Regions from separate parts of the Mus musculus genome. Here region 2 is linked to region 1. The links are chromatin contacts, called in public Hi-C maps. All regions are on one chromosome and are shown on one strand. The core of a region is the stretch at or near the end of the contact, and the rest is flanking DNA. Distances in the headings are between cores, read along the strand shown.

The links. Hi-C and Micro-C count contacts between places; a contact is called where the count stands out from the background.
Region 2: a Hi-C map of the N1E-115 cell line shows a contact between it and region 1, with 4 times the contacts expected there. The contact joins two enhancer-like sites. A contact is called at or near these places in 1 of 15 datasets of contacts at CTCF or cohesin (the NIH/3T3 cell line), 3 of 484 Hi-C or Micro-C datasets (the N1E-115 cell line, embryonic stem cells and nephron progenitors) and 4 of 115 datasets of contacts at active chromatin or transcription factors (a beta-TC-6 cell line, embryonic basal ganglia, embryonic stem cells and 1 more).

The regions. Positions count from the first base shown.
Region 1 is chr10:110,471,348-110,477,360 of GRCm38.p6, forward strand. No RefSeq gene overlaps it. Among named protein-coding and RNA genes, the nearest start is that of 9230102K24Rik, 130 kb to the right of the region's middle. Within about 2 kb of position 2,919, at least 2 of the 459 cell types and tissues checked have an H3K27ac peak or open chromatin away from gene starts, as enhancers often do. A contact at or near this core is called in the N1E-115 cell line, where this site is marked.
Region 2 is chr10:110,704,224-110,710,236 of GRCm38.p6, forward strand. No RefSeq gene overlaps it. Among named protein-coding and RNA genes, the nearest start is that of Gm36751, 21 kb to the right of the region's middle. Within about 2 kb of position 3,703, at least 16 of the 459 cell types and tissues checked have an H3K27ac peak or open chromatin away from gene starts, as enhancers often do. A contact at or near this core is called in the N1E-115 cell line, where this site is marked.

The DNA of each region.
Region 1 (6,013 bases), core at 1,669-4,168:
ACTGGTTTCTCCAGTAACTAACATAATAACAAGGTTCACAGTGTGATCAAATATCCTTCAACAAGCACCCAAGGTAATTTTGCATCTCTCTTCCCAGATGCTACTCCTGGGGCTGTGGAATTAAATTAAACCAGTTAGGGCCTTTCAACTAGATCTTATAGACCTGTGGGACTCAAAAGTCTGTGGTCTATAGGACCAACAGCAATACATCACCTGGAAGCTGATTAGAAATGCAAACATCTCTGGCCCCAACAAACACCTATGAGTGTGAACCTCCACTATTACCAAGTCACAAGATCATTCATGTATCTACCATACTTGGGACAGTATGAAAATAATGCAGGGGCTAATGTTGGGAGAATAAGATGAAGTTAGAGTCATAAACAGAGTCTGAGCGATTAAAGACCTTTAAAGTTCAATTGAAGTTATTTTTGTTTGCAGTAGTCAAGTGAATCTAGAACTAGAAAGAAAAAAATGGCTGGGTACAAAAGCACTAATTAGAAAAATACAACCTGGAGACATCACACACTTATTTTGGGAGTTGTTTAGGCAAGTTCTGTTCTCCTAAAAGGAAAACTTACTAAAAAAAGCAACATGCTGTGTGTGAAATGAACATGCCAGAGCAAACTGTGCACATCCTACTTACTGAGGAAGGGTTCAAGGGACGGAGGGAAATCTCAGTATCTCCCTTCTTTATGGGTGAAGATGGACAGGAGAGGCTCCTAACTGCCCTTGTTAGCATCTTGATCGGCAGTGCTGCTAAAATCCCTGCCCTGAGGAAGACCAAATAGCACCTACCCCTTTCCCTGAGGTCCCCACAACAAACTGAGGCATTATCCCACCAGATTCACTCTGGGAGAACCAGTGAATTCATTTGGGCTTCCTTATAGACCCTAGGTAACATGACACTCCTCCCCTAATTAGCTGCACATGAAAAGGCTTACCAACCCAAGAAAAGAGCTTCCCCATAGATGGCTTAGTCAGGGTTTCTATTCCTACACATAACATCATGACCAAGAAACAAATTGGGGAGTAAGGTGTTTATTCAGCTTATACTTCCACATTGCTATTCATCACCAAAGGAAGTTAGGACTGGAACTCAAACAGGTCAGGAAGCGGGAGCTGATACAGAGGCCATGAAGGGATGTAAGTTACTTAATGGCTTGCTTCCCCTGGCTTGCTCAGCTTGCTTTCTTATAGAACCCAAGACTACCAGCCCAGGGATCGCACCACCCACAATGGGCCCTCCCACCCTTGATCACTAATTGAGAAAATGCCTTACAGTTGGATCTCATGGAGGCATTTCCTTAAGGGAGGTTCCTCTCTCTGTGATAACTCCAGCTTGTGTCAAGTTGACACACAAAACCTCTCCTCGGTCTTCGCTGGCCTCTCTGTATTACATCCTCTCACTTGTATCTCTAAGAGAAAACCGTGGTAGATAATTCCTTTGTGGTACCAGGGCAAATCTTGGCACCTCTGTTGGAGAAGTAAATTCTAAGTAAGCCATGTCCTGCTGCATACAAGTTAAGAAAATAGAAAACTGTCCTCTGCCACAGATCTAGCACCAGGGTCCTAGAAACCTGAAAGAACACACATACAAACAGAAAGGCTAGCATCAAGTGAGTCATGTGCTCTGATAGAGATGTGCTGGTGGCAGTCCAGAAACTCAGCACACTTATTGTGTATATCTGAAGGGAAGCAGGGGGTTGAACTCATATCAATGGGAGGGCTCTGACAGGGAGCAGTCTCCCTGTAAACACAGGGGAGGAGGAAACTAGGGTTGATACTTTCTGTAAACACTGTCAACACACAGAGCAGGGTAAGGCTTTGCCATCCCCATTGGGTCTGAGGCATTGGGTTTCTTGAGATGCTGGTGGCCATATCAACAATACATATTCAATTAGGACTTCATCCCTACAGTCCAGAGCTTGTTGGGTAGGTATTACTGTTATACCAAAGAACAGCAGCAGCAATAACAACAACAACAACAACAACAAAAACCAACTAAACAAACAAACAAAAACCCACCAAAACACCAAAGATGTCATTTTAATTAGGCTCAGAAATGATGGGAATATAAAACATTAACTTTGATCCTCTCTCAGGCACACTCAATTGAACCTAAATGTTATGTTTCTTAACACTAAGAGCAAAATGAAATAAAAATCAAGAAAAGCAAAGATCTGTGCCTAAGTTATAAGACCACTACTCACGCCATTGAGATCAGAGTTAAACTAAGACTTGCTTTAAAGCGATGGATAATGAAGTTGATTTCAGAAATTATGTCTCTGTGCTCAAAGTGAAATACTGAATTGGAAATATCTAATAGGAACTTGGATTTTACATAAACACACACACAGGAAAGGAAGCCTACTGTCCTTGTTAGGATCTTACTCTGTCAGTAAATTATATATATATATATTTTTTTTTACATTATATTATATATATATAATTTACATCATTTCCACACTTCCTACCCACTTAATAAAACTCCTCCAGTTCCCCCCTACTCCCTCAAAATTATGACTTCTTCTATTATTAATAGTAGTATTGATCATCATCATAGTAATAGTAGCAATAATAATAGGGTATCTATAAATACAACCCGCTGAGTCCATTTAGTATTGCTCATATGCACATGCTGACCTTGGGATTGGATAACCTACCAAGGAGGTCATTGCTGGAAAAGACCGAATCTCCATTTCTTGGTAACCACTAATTGCCTGTAGCTCTTAATCTAGTGATGGAGCCTCTGGAAACTCCTCCCCCACCCCACCCACATTGGCATGTTTACTATAAGATAGTTTCTTTTATTCTTTTTGTTTTTTTTTTTTTTAGGAAGCATGATTAGTTTCACTATAGACAAGGAAGTCTTTCTCTCCTTGGAAGTTGGTGGGAGTCCTAAGCATGAGCTCCTCCAGAGGAAGAGAGTGGGATTGGTAAGGATGAGTCATCTAAAAAGGATATGGACTACGCAATACAGCCTGTGACATGTGGATGGAAACAAATGTCAATGCAAAACAGAAGTCTTGAAGAGATAAAGCAGAAACCCAGGAGAGAAAACAGTATCAAATGATGATGTCAACAGTATCAAATGTCATGGAAGAATCAGAGGAACCAGGACTCCCAAAATCAATCTATGTAATTCTTAGAAAAGTAAAGATTTCTGAGTCCAGATATATGCTAGATACTCTTATTTATATTTAATAATCTTAAGGAGAGTTTAGCAGTGACCAGAAAAAGGAAGAAAATTCTGGAAAGGGAAGATTGAGCAACACAAAAAGGGTACCTTGTGAGAATAACAGGGTCAAGATAGAAGTTGGCTTTGTTTTATTCCTTCATAGTAAAAGAGAAGAAATTGTTTGTTTGAAGGCAAGCAATAATAAGCCCATTGACAGAGAAAGAGAGAGAGAAAGAGAGAGAGAGAGAGATTGGAGGGGCTGTTAAATGACTGCAATGGTAAATGTTAAAACATTAAAGACTCTGCATTACTTAGCAATTTTTGCTTTCTATAGTAGCATTGGCTTAGTTTACTAATGCATGTAATAAAACTATTTTTCTTTATCAGCTCTCTTTGTCTCTCTGCCATGTACTTTCATGGCTCTTCATTCTTAAAAAAAAAAGTATTCCATCATGTCCTTGTGAACAGTTAATTAATTTTACAATGACATATAATCATCAGCCTAATTGTTGATCCAATTCCAAATTTATAAATTAGACTGCTTTTTTTTTCTTTAATCACTAGGGAATTTCAAGTTTTTCCTGGAAAAAAATGCATAGTGTCCCATAGCACATAACTGATTTCAATAAAATATTCTAAGTTTTAGCTCATAAAAGTGATATTTCTATAACCCCAAAGCCACTTATGTCATAGAACTTTCTCAAAAACTTAGACAAATGTATCTGTGAAATACTCTAATTACCCAAAAGCAGTGTCCTCATTTTTTACATTACTAGGCTCTTCCAAATACCACTATTACAATCATTAATTCTAAATTGGCACGGTTCCACCTCTGTTCTGGGTGTAATGTCTCACCTAGTCGTAGGCAAGTGCCTGGGGCACCCAAAGCCCTTCTCCTTTCCCAGAAGCCACAGCAGCACCATTGTCTAAGACAGAGATTCAACCTCAGCATCACTGGCTGCTTCCTTGACATTTCTTGGCAAACCTCCCGAGCCTAAATGTCCCTTGGGCGAGATAAAATGTCACTGTGGATGGATATCAACTTCTCTCAAAATTAAATCCTGTCCTAGACACGCAGATCTATAGTACCAACCTCCTCACCACCCGACAGCCATTTTGGGGAGATGATTGCTGGGTAATTCCCTCAGAAACAATAAGCTGGGATCGCCAGAGGAAGCATCTGTAGATATTTCCCTGCCTCTCTCAGAAACAAGGTGGGGGAACTGAGGAGAAAAGAAGGAACAGTACTTGTGTCTTTGCTACACCAAACATAAAGAAGATCAAAATTCGGTCAATGATTACACAATTAGCCAACCTCCTTTTTAGGCAAAGGAAGTCATTCTAAATTAAGTGGAAACAGGGCTACTTATACAATCAATTCCCAATAACTGTTAAAACATTTGGAGGTGCTTACACTTCCCATAAATATCTACAATTCCCATAAATATTGTGTGTATGTGTATTGGTAGGTTTGCAAGTGTTGGCAGGTATGCATGAACACGCATGTATATGTATGTGGAAGCCCAACATCAACCCTGGGCCTTATGCTTCAGAAGCTGTCTATCTTAATTTTGAGATGGGGTGTCTTACTGGCCTTGAGTTTGCCCATTCAACTAGACTGGGAAGCCAGCAAGACCCACCTGCTGCTGGCCTCCCCATTAAGCAAGCACCAACACACCCAGTTTGTTTGAGTTCTTGTTTTTTCAAGTACTTTCTTAGGATGCAGCCTAAGTCCTCTTGCTTGCAAAGTAAGCGGTTTACTGAGCTGTCTCCTAACCCCCATAAAGATTATTTATAGTGTACATCACAGTCATCTTATGATAAAAGGATAAGCAGATGGCAATTGTGACATATTGTTATTTAGACAACAGTAAAACTGAAAACACACTAGGAATATAAAGTTTTCCTCTTGTCATTACAAAATTATTCACCCAATGTTATGCAAAATCCTCCCCAAAACTCCTTTGCTATAGTCTCCCTATTGTGCTATACTCCCTGAAGTATTAATGTCAAATAATTATAAGGTTCTTTCATATTCTAGAGACACAAATTATAGGCAAAGACTTCAAAACACTCTGAAGAATTACTTCTCAGAAGTAATGCTCATACAGTTCACCTGGGGAGCTTGTCAAAATGCTGACTCTAAGTTAGGCAGTCTGAGGTAGGGCCAGAAATCCGTGAGAGTCTGTGTTTCTAATAAGCCCCCTCCTCCAATTTTGAAGAGCAAGACCCTGAAAAGAATGTCCAAGGTAGGGTACAGAGGATACCAAAGAACCAGAAATGGGTTCTATATATACATATACATATACATATACATATACGTATACGTATACACATACACATATACATACACACACACACACACACACACACATATATATATACATATATATATATATATGTATATATATATATATATATATACACATGTATGCACAGTTGGTAAAGAGATAACAGAGACTATATAGGCTAAGCAATAGATTTGCAGTGAGCAAGCTAGAGTTCAGGTTCAAGAGCTGGCACAATGGAGACCCAAGAAGAAGGTAGGTAGCCAGTTTTAAGGACCAAAGGCAGAGAAGAGCAGTGTCCCAGTTCAAATGGAGTTTCCCTTGCACAAGGGGCTCAGCTCCTTGGTTCTATTTGGGCTTTCAAATTCTTGCAAGGGCAGTGCAAACACGATAGAGAAAAATCAGCTTGACTTGGCCCTACCAATTCAAATATTAATCCCATTCAAAAACACATCCTTATAATTCCACAAAATTAGTGTTTGACCAAACACCTGCGTGCGGATGGCCCCGTCAAGCCGACACATAAAACTAACCATCGTCAAAA
Region 2 (6,013 bases), core at 2,453-4,952, 230 kb after region 1:
ACACAAAATGGACATGTAAAAGTAGAACTACTGTGTATTCACCAGTTTCTTGCTCTATTTGAATTCCTGCCCTGACTTCCTTCAGTGATGGACAATGAGGTTGAAGTCAGGGCAGGAACTCAAATAGAGCAAGAAACTGGAGCCAGGATCTGACACAGAGTCCACACAAGGGTGCTGCTTATTGGCTTTGCTCCTTCTGGTTTGCCCAGACTGCTTTCTTATAGAGCGCAGGGCCAGCAGCAGCAGGGGTGGCACTGCCCACAATGAGCTGGGCCCTTCCCCATCAATCACTGATCAAGAAAATGCCCTATAGGCTTATTTATAACCCAGTCTTATAGAGGCACTATTTTAATTGAAGTTCTCACTATTTTAACTGAAGTTCTAGCCTTTCAGATAACTTTAGTTTGTGTCAAATTGACATAAAACTAGCCAACACACAGGCACACACATGCACGGACGCATGAGTGCGCATGTGCACACAAATCATTCACAGAGAATAGATTTCATACACTATCAAACATAATGATGGTATTTTGGCTTCTCAGTAACAACAGCAGAAGCGATGAAGCAAGGCAGTGACCTGTAAGCTGAGAACGAAGATGACTGACCATGTAGCATTCTGTATCCAACTGAACTATCTGGTGTGAAGGTGGGATAAATGCAGCTTAGAATTTGGAAAATCTTAAAAGCTTCCCCTCCCATCCTAATATTCTCTGGAAGCTGAAGGATGAATCCATGAAAATAGAGAATGAGTATAGAGGACTCATGATTGAAAGGATACAATGTTAGCATTTGCTCTAGGCTCCGCCCAACAGTTACCTAGCAACAGCCAGGTAAGGCTGTAAAGGACTGTTCAGCTCTCGCTCTCTCTCTCTCTCTCTCTCTCTCTCTCTCTCTCTCTCTCACACACACACACACACACACACACACACACACACACCAAGGCTGGTCTCTTCCCCTCTTTCTTCCTCTCTCCTCTCTCTGTCCTCTGTCCCTCACCTTTCTCTGACTCTACTCCCTCCTCTAGGCCCCCTTCCCTTCCCCACCAAATAAACTCCCTTTTATACTAAGCCTGTGCTATGGTGGATAACTCAGAGGGAACGCCTCGGCATGGGCCTGCTGAGGCGCTCACACCATTTTATAAAACACAACACCCAACACAGAGAGAAAGAAGGAGTATTGAGTTCCTGAAGATGATAGAATATCTCTTCCAACGATGATAGAATATCTCTGTATTTGTTCTTTGAAGATTTTGACAACTGGGGAGAACATAGGGTTAAATTCATGGTAAGTAAATTCTTTTCATTAGCCAGCAAGCAACTCGTGAGGCTCAGACTGCAGGATCGCAAATTCAAGCACAACATAGAAACCCCTTATCAAGAAAAAACAAAAAAAAAAAACAAAATTAACAATAAAATTAAAAGTGGGTAGAAGAAAAGAATTACAAAAAAAAAAAAAAGAAAAAAGGAAAAAAGATAATCATTAATCTCAGAACAAACAAATCTTGAACCTTAAAAGGAAAATAATGACGTTCTGCTATAAATTACAAGTAACCAGGAGCCTGGAGCAATGTCTCCGTGTTAACTGCATGATCGGCTTCCTGCAGAGGACAAAGTTCCCAGTGCCCACAAGGCAGCGCGCGACCCATGTAATTCCAGCTCCGTAGGTCTGCCGCCCCCTTCTGGCCTCTGTGGGTACTTCCCTCACACGCCCAAACCTACATACAGACATGCACATGTACACATAATTTAAAATAAAATACTTCAAAATTCAATAAAAAGATTAACCATCTACTGAATGGTGAAAGTTATTAAAAATCTGGATGTGAATTCACCCACATATTTGAATGCATTAAGTGCATTATAAAGGATGGAGATGTGTGTGAGAGACTGGGAGGAAAAGGATGGCAGTAAAAAAGGATGAACCTTCATCCTCCATAGCAAGAAAACGGTAAATAATGGCTAAAACCGAAAACTCAAGAAAGACACGCAAGTATTTGTAAAACACCAGCAAAAATACCTAAGATAGCTTAAGTTGTTTGCTATTTGGCAATGAGGGTTGTGGAAGAAGAGGGTTTCATCAGAAAACCCTGTGCATTTTAGGAAGCACCTTATAGAATTACTTGACCAGGCTGTGGGACTCCACAGCTCTTTAGCCCATCCCCATTCCCGACGCTTCTTTTTTTTTTTCTTAATACATTGTCCAACCTGGCAGGCATGCCCTTTCTCCATTGTGACAGTAGCTGGGATTTTCACCTAACCTGAATTAAGCTTTTTTTTTTCCTAAGTTCTAACAAAAAATCACCCTTTTACTTAAAAATAAAATTACAATGTGTGTGTGGACATGGAATTTTGATTACAAAGAAAAATTTAAATTAATATAGCAGTAATTAAACATGTTGATGGAAGTGCCTAACACAGTGCTTCTCTCTGTAACACTGTGGTTCTCAACCTTCCTTTTATACAGCTCCTCATGTTGGGGTGACCCCCCCGTCATAAAACTACTTTCATTACTATTTCATAACTAATTTTGCTGCTGTTATGAATCAATGTACATATCTATGTTTTCCGATGGGTTGTTTTTTTGTTTGTTTGTTTGTTTGGGTTTTTTTGTTTTTTGGGGGGGGGGGCGGGGCAACTCCCTGTGAAGGGGTCGTGACCCACAGGTTGAGAACCGCTGCTATACTCTTCTATCCGGGTGCTCGGTAAACATGGGCTGGCTATTCAAGCAATAGCGAGAGCAGATCCCACATCATGAATTAATCTAACTTGCAAGGTTGACCTCGCCTCTCCTTCAGAGAGCCCCCCCACCCCCTGCAAAGCTGAGAGCATGTCGCTTAGAATCCAAACGCTGTGAAATTACAAAGCAACGCCAGCCCATGAGGAAAACAAGAATGAGAGAGAACAAGAAATTAAATCAAATCTTCATTAGAGGATAATTAAGGCCAACCCCCTGAATATTTCTGCATCCTCTCCAGGATGCTAATCATAGAAATTGATGGCGAATTGGTTTCTACTCCAGCCACCTCCACCACATGTCTGTGTTTATCACGCCTGCTCTTTGTTCCCAAATACCCTCTGAGGGTCTGAAATCATCAAAAACTAACCTACAACACTCCATCCAACTATGTCCCCCGACTCTAGTATGGGAACTGTACTATCAAGGCTGCTCGTGGCTTGGTCATGTTTTTGTTTATGCATTTCCCTGGCCTTTGGAAGATCAAATATTAACCTGAAATCATCTGGCCTAGTGCAGCCCTAGATTCCTGGAACTTGACTTTCTGATTCAATCAATCTCCACTGAACAGGAGGGCAGAGGACTTGCCGCCAACTGACAGGCCTGCTGAGTTTAACATTTCAGGCTCAAATTTTGGTTACTGTTTAACCAAAGCAGCTAGAAGTCGTTGTCCAGAGCAAAGGACATCTCCCCTTTCCTGGCGACTTGGGCTATTGATCTTGTGCCTCTCGGTTCCCTTTTCTGTCAATTTATGCAAAACCAGCACATGCAGAGGAGGATGGAAACGGTGATAATTAATTTCATTATGACTTTAACCTTAATATATGAGAGCAGACGAGAGTTTAATTAGAGAGTGTCTGACATTAATTTTCTTTTATTATGCAGCGTCTCTGTGCTGCCCCCCTGTGTCAGACCCTCTCGAATCCTCGAGGTTGCAATGCATGATGACTCGTTCGTTGCAGCTTGTGAGAGGACAGAAACGTCAAGCTCTGCGTAAGGTAGTCTTCTCGTGGTTGCACAGAACAGTGACCCAGTTGAATCCTGTGGCCTGCAGCCAATATAGAAGGACGTGTGCCCTGGTCATGGTAAACTATACTTACCTGAGAGCATTGTTACCAAGATTAAGTAAATAAAATAAGATAATATGGCTCTGAGTTCTGAGACCAGTGCCCTGAGTTTAGAGTGTTTAACACTTGTTAGCTCTTAACGTGATTATCACTGTCACCCTATAGGTGATCTAATAATGTCCCTGACCTCTCTATGCCTTTCTCCTCTCCGCTGGCCAAAGGGGACAGTGATTCACTACGTCTGCCTCAAAGTAGAAAGCATTGAAGAATATTATCTCAGCAAATGTTCTTGTTCCAGATCTTGTCTGCTAATTGGTGCCCAATGCCTGCAGGACTAAGTCTTTCCTGTAGTGTACAGCCTGGATGCTAACAGGAATTAATACCCACCCTGAGCCTTCTTTTTTTCCCAACAAGTCCAGTCTTTCAGCCAGGAAGTTACTAAAAAGGCTTGTGTTATATTTATGAGTTATTAGGGCCACCATCCAAGCAAGGGCTGCTGTTTGAGAAGAGTTGCTATGACGCCTTTCCTTCTCCTGCGTGTGCCCTGAGGGGCTGCCACACAGATTTTAGACCTCTCTTGGGTGGTTCATGGCACCGCTCTCCTCTGCAAACACAGCAAGTGTGCGTGTCTAGCTGATGGTGGGCTGCAGCTACTGAGCTGCTTCCCAAAGACCAACCCCATGGAAGAGACACTCATAATGTCTTACACCTTCAACCAGCTACCATTTCATGGAGTTACCTTCCAATTTTTCCTATAACTTTCCTCACATGTGAGCACACGAGGATATTCGTAGGATTCATTTAAATTCCTGTTTTTCATTCTCTCCTCATAAACATCACCAACTTACAGGTGGTTTTCATTCCTTCTTCTCATTACCCAAGCATCTCCATGCCTAGGTTGAATTCTGATTTTCTTATTCTATTCCTTATTTCTGACTCTTGGAGATATTGGTTGCTACATAGCTGTTATGAGACTCCTTGTTCTCTTTCTCCTCACTTTATTCTCATTCTCTCTCTCTCTCTCTCTCTCTCTCTCTCTCTCTCTCTCTCTCTCTCTCTGCCAGTGTGTGTGTGTATGCATGTGTCTCTGTCTCACTCTCTCTCTCTCTCTCCCTCTCTCCCTCTCTCTGTCTTTCTCTCTCTGTGTCTCTCTCTCTGCGAGTATGTGTGTGTGTGCACATGTGTGTGTGTGTGTTTCTCTCTCTCTGTGTCTGTGTCTGTGTGTGTCTTTCTCTCTCTCTCTCTGAGAGTGTGTGTAGTGCACCTGTGTGTGTGCACGTGTGTCCCATGTATGTGACTGTGTGGACACTCACATCCACTTGCACACATATGGAAGCCAAGGCAAGTTGTTAGGTATTCTCCTATATTGCTATGTATACTACAGCCTTGAGACAATGTCTCTCACTGAACTAAAATTTTGCCATTCCTGCTAACCTGGCTGACCAGCAAACTCTTGGGATACATCTGTCTCTGTCCCCTAGTGTAGAGGTTATAAGCACACGCAGTCATAGCAGGCACTGAGCATGAGTGTTGAGGGTTCAAATTTAAATCCTCATGCTTGCCTCTCTCTGAGTCACCTCTCTGCCCTCTCGCTCTCATTTTTTTTTCTTTTCCATTTTTATTAGGTATTTAGCTCATTTACATTTCCAATGCTATACCAAAAGTTCCCCATAGCCACCCACCCCCACTCCCCTACCCACCCACTCCCCCCTTTTGGCCCTGGCGTTCCCCTCGCTCTCATTTTAAATCCCTCTCTCGGAGTTTCTCTTAACCATCCTGTGAGGAGGGAGTTCTTTAGCCTCTTCCTCTGTTGTCAGACCCTGTGTAGAATAAAAAGACTAAACCTGAGTGAGGGAATCTTGTTACTTGCCATTCTTCACTGCTAGTCTAAACGTTACTACAGAGACATGGGTAGGCGCTATTCTGAGATGACAGATTATTAGAGCAGTGCTCCTCAAAGACACACATGTACATACCCTCATTCTCCATATGTGAAACAACTTCTCTTGCCTTCCACATGTGAATCACCAAAATCAATATACAAAAAATCAAAAGTGAGACAGATGGACCAGGTCCGAGGAGGAAGGAAGAGACTAGGACCAGTGAGACCTGACTAAGACATTAGGACAATGTCTCAAGGAAAAAACCAGACAGTCTAGCATGGATTCAAACTATATCAAAGGATCTGGTAAGCATGGAGAAATACCATA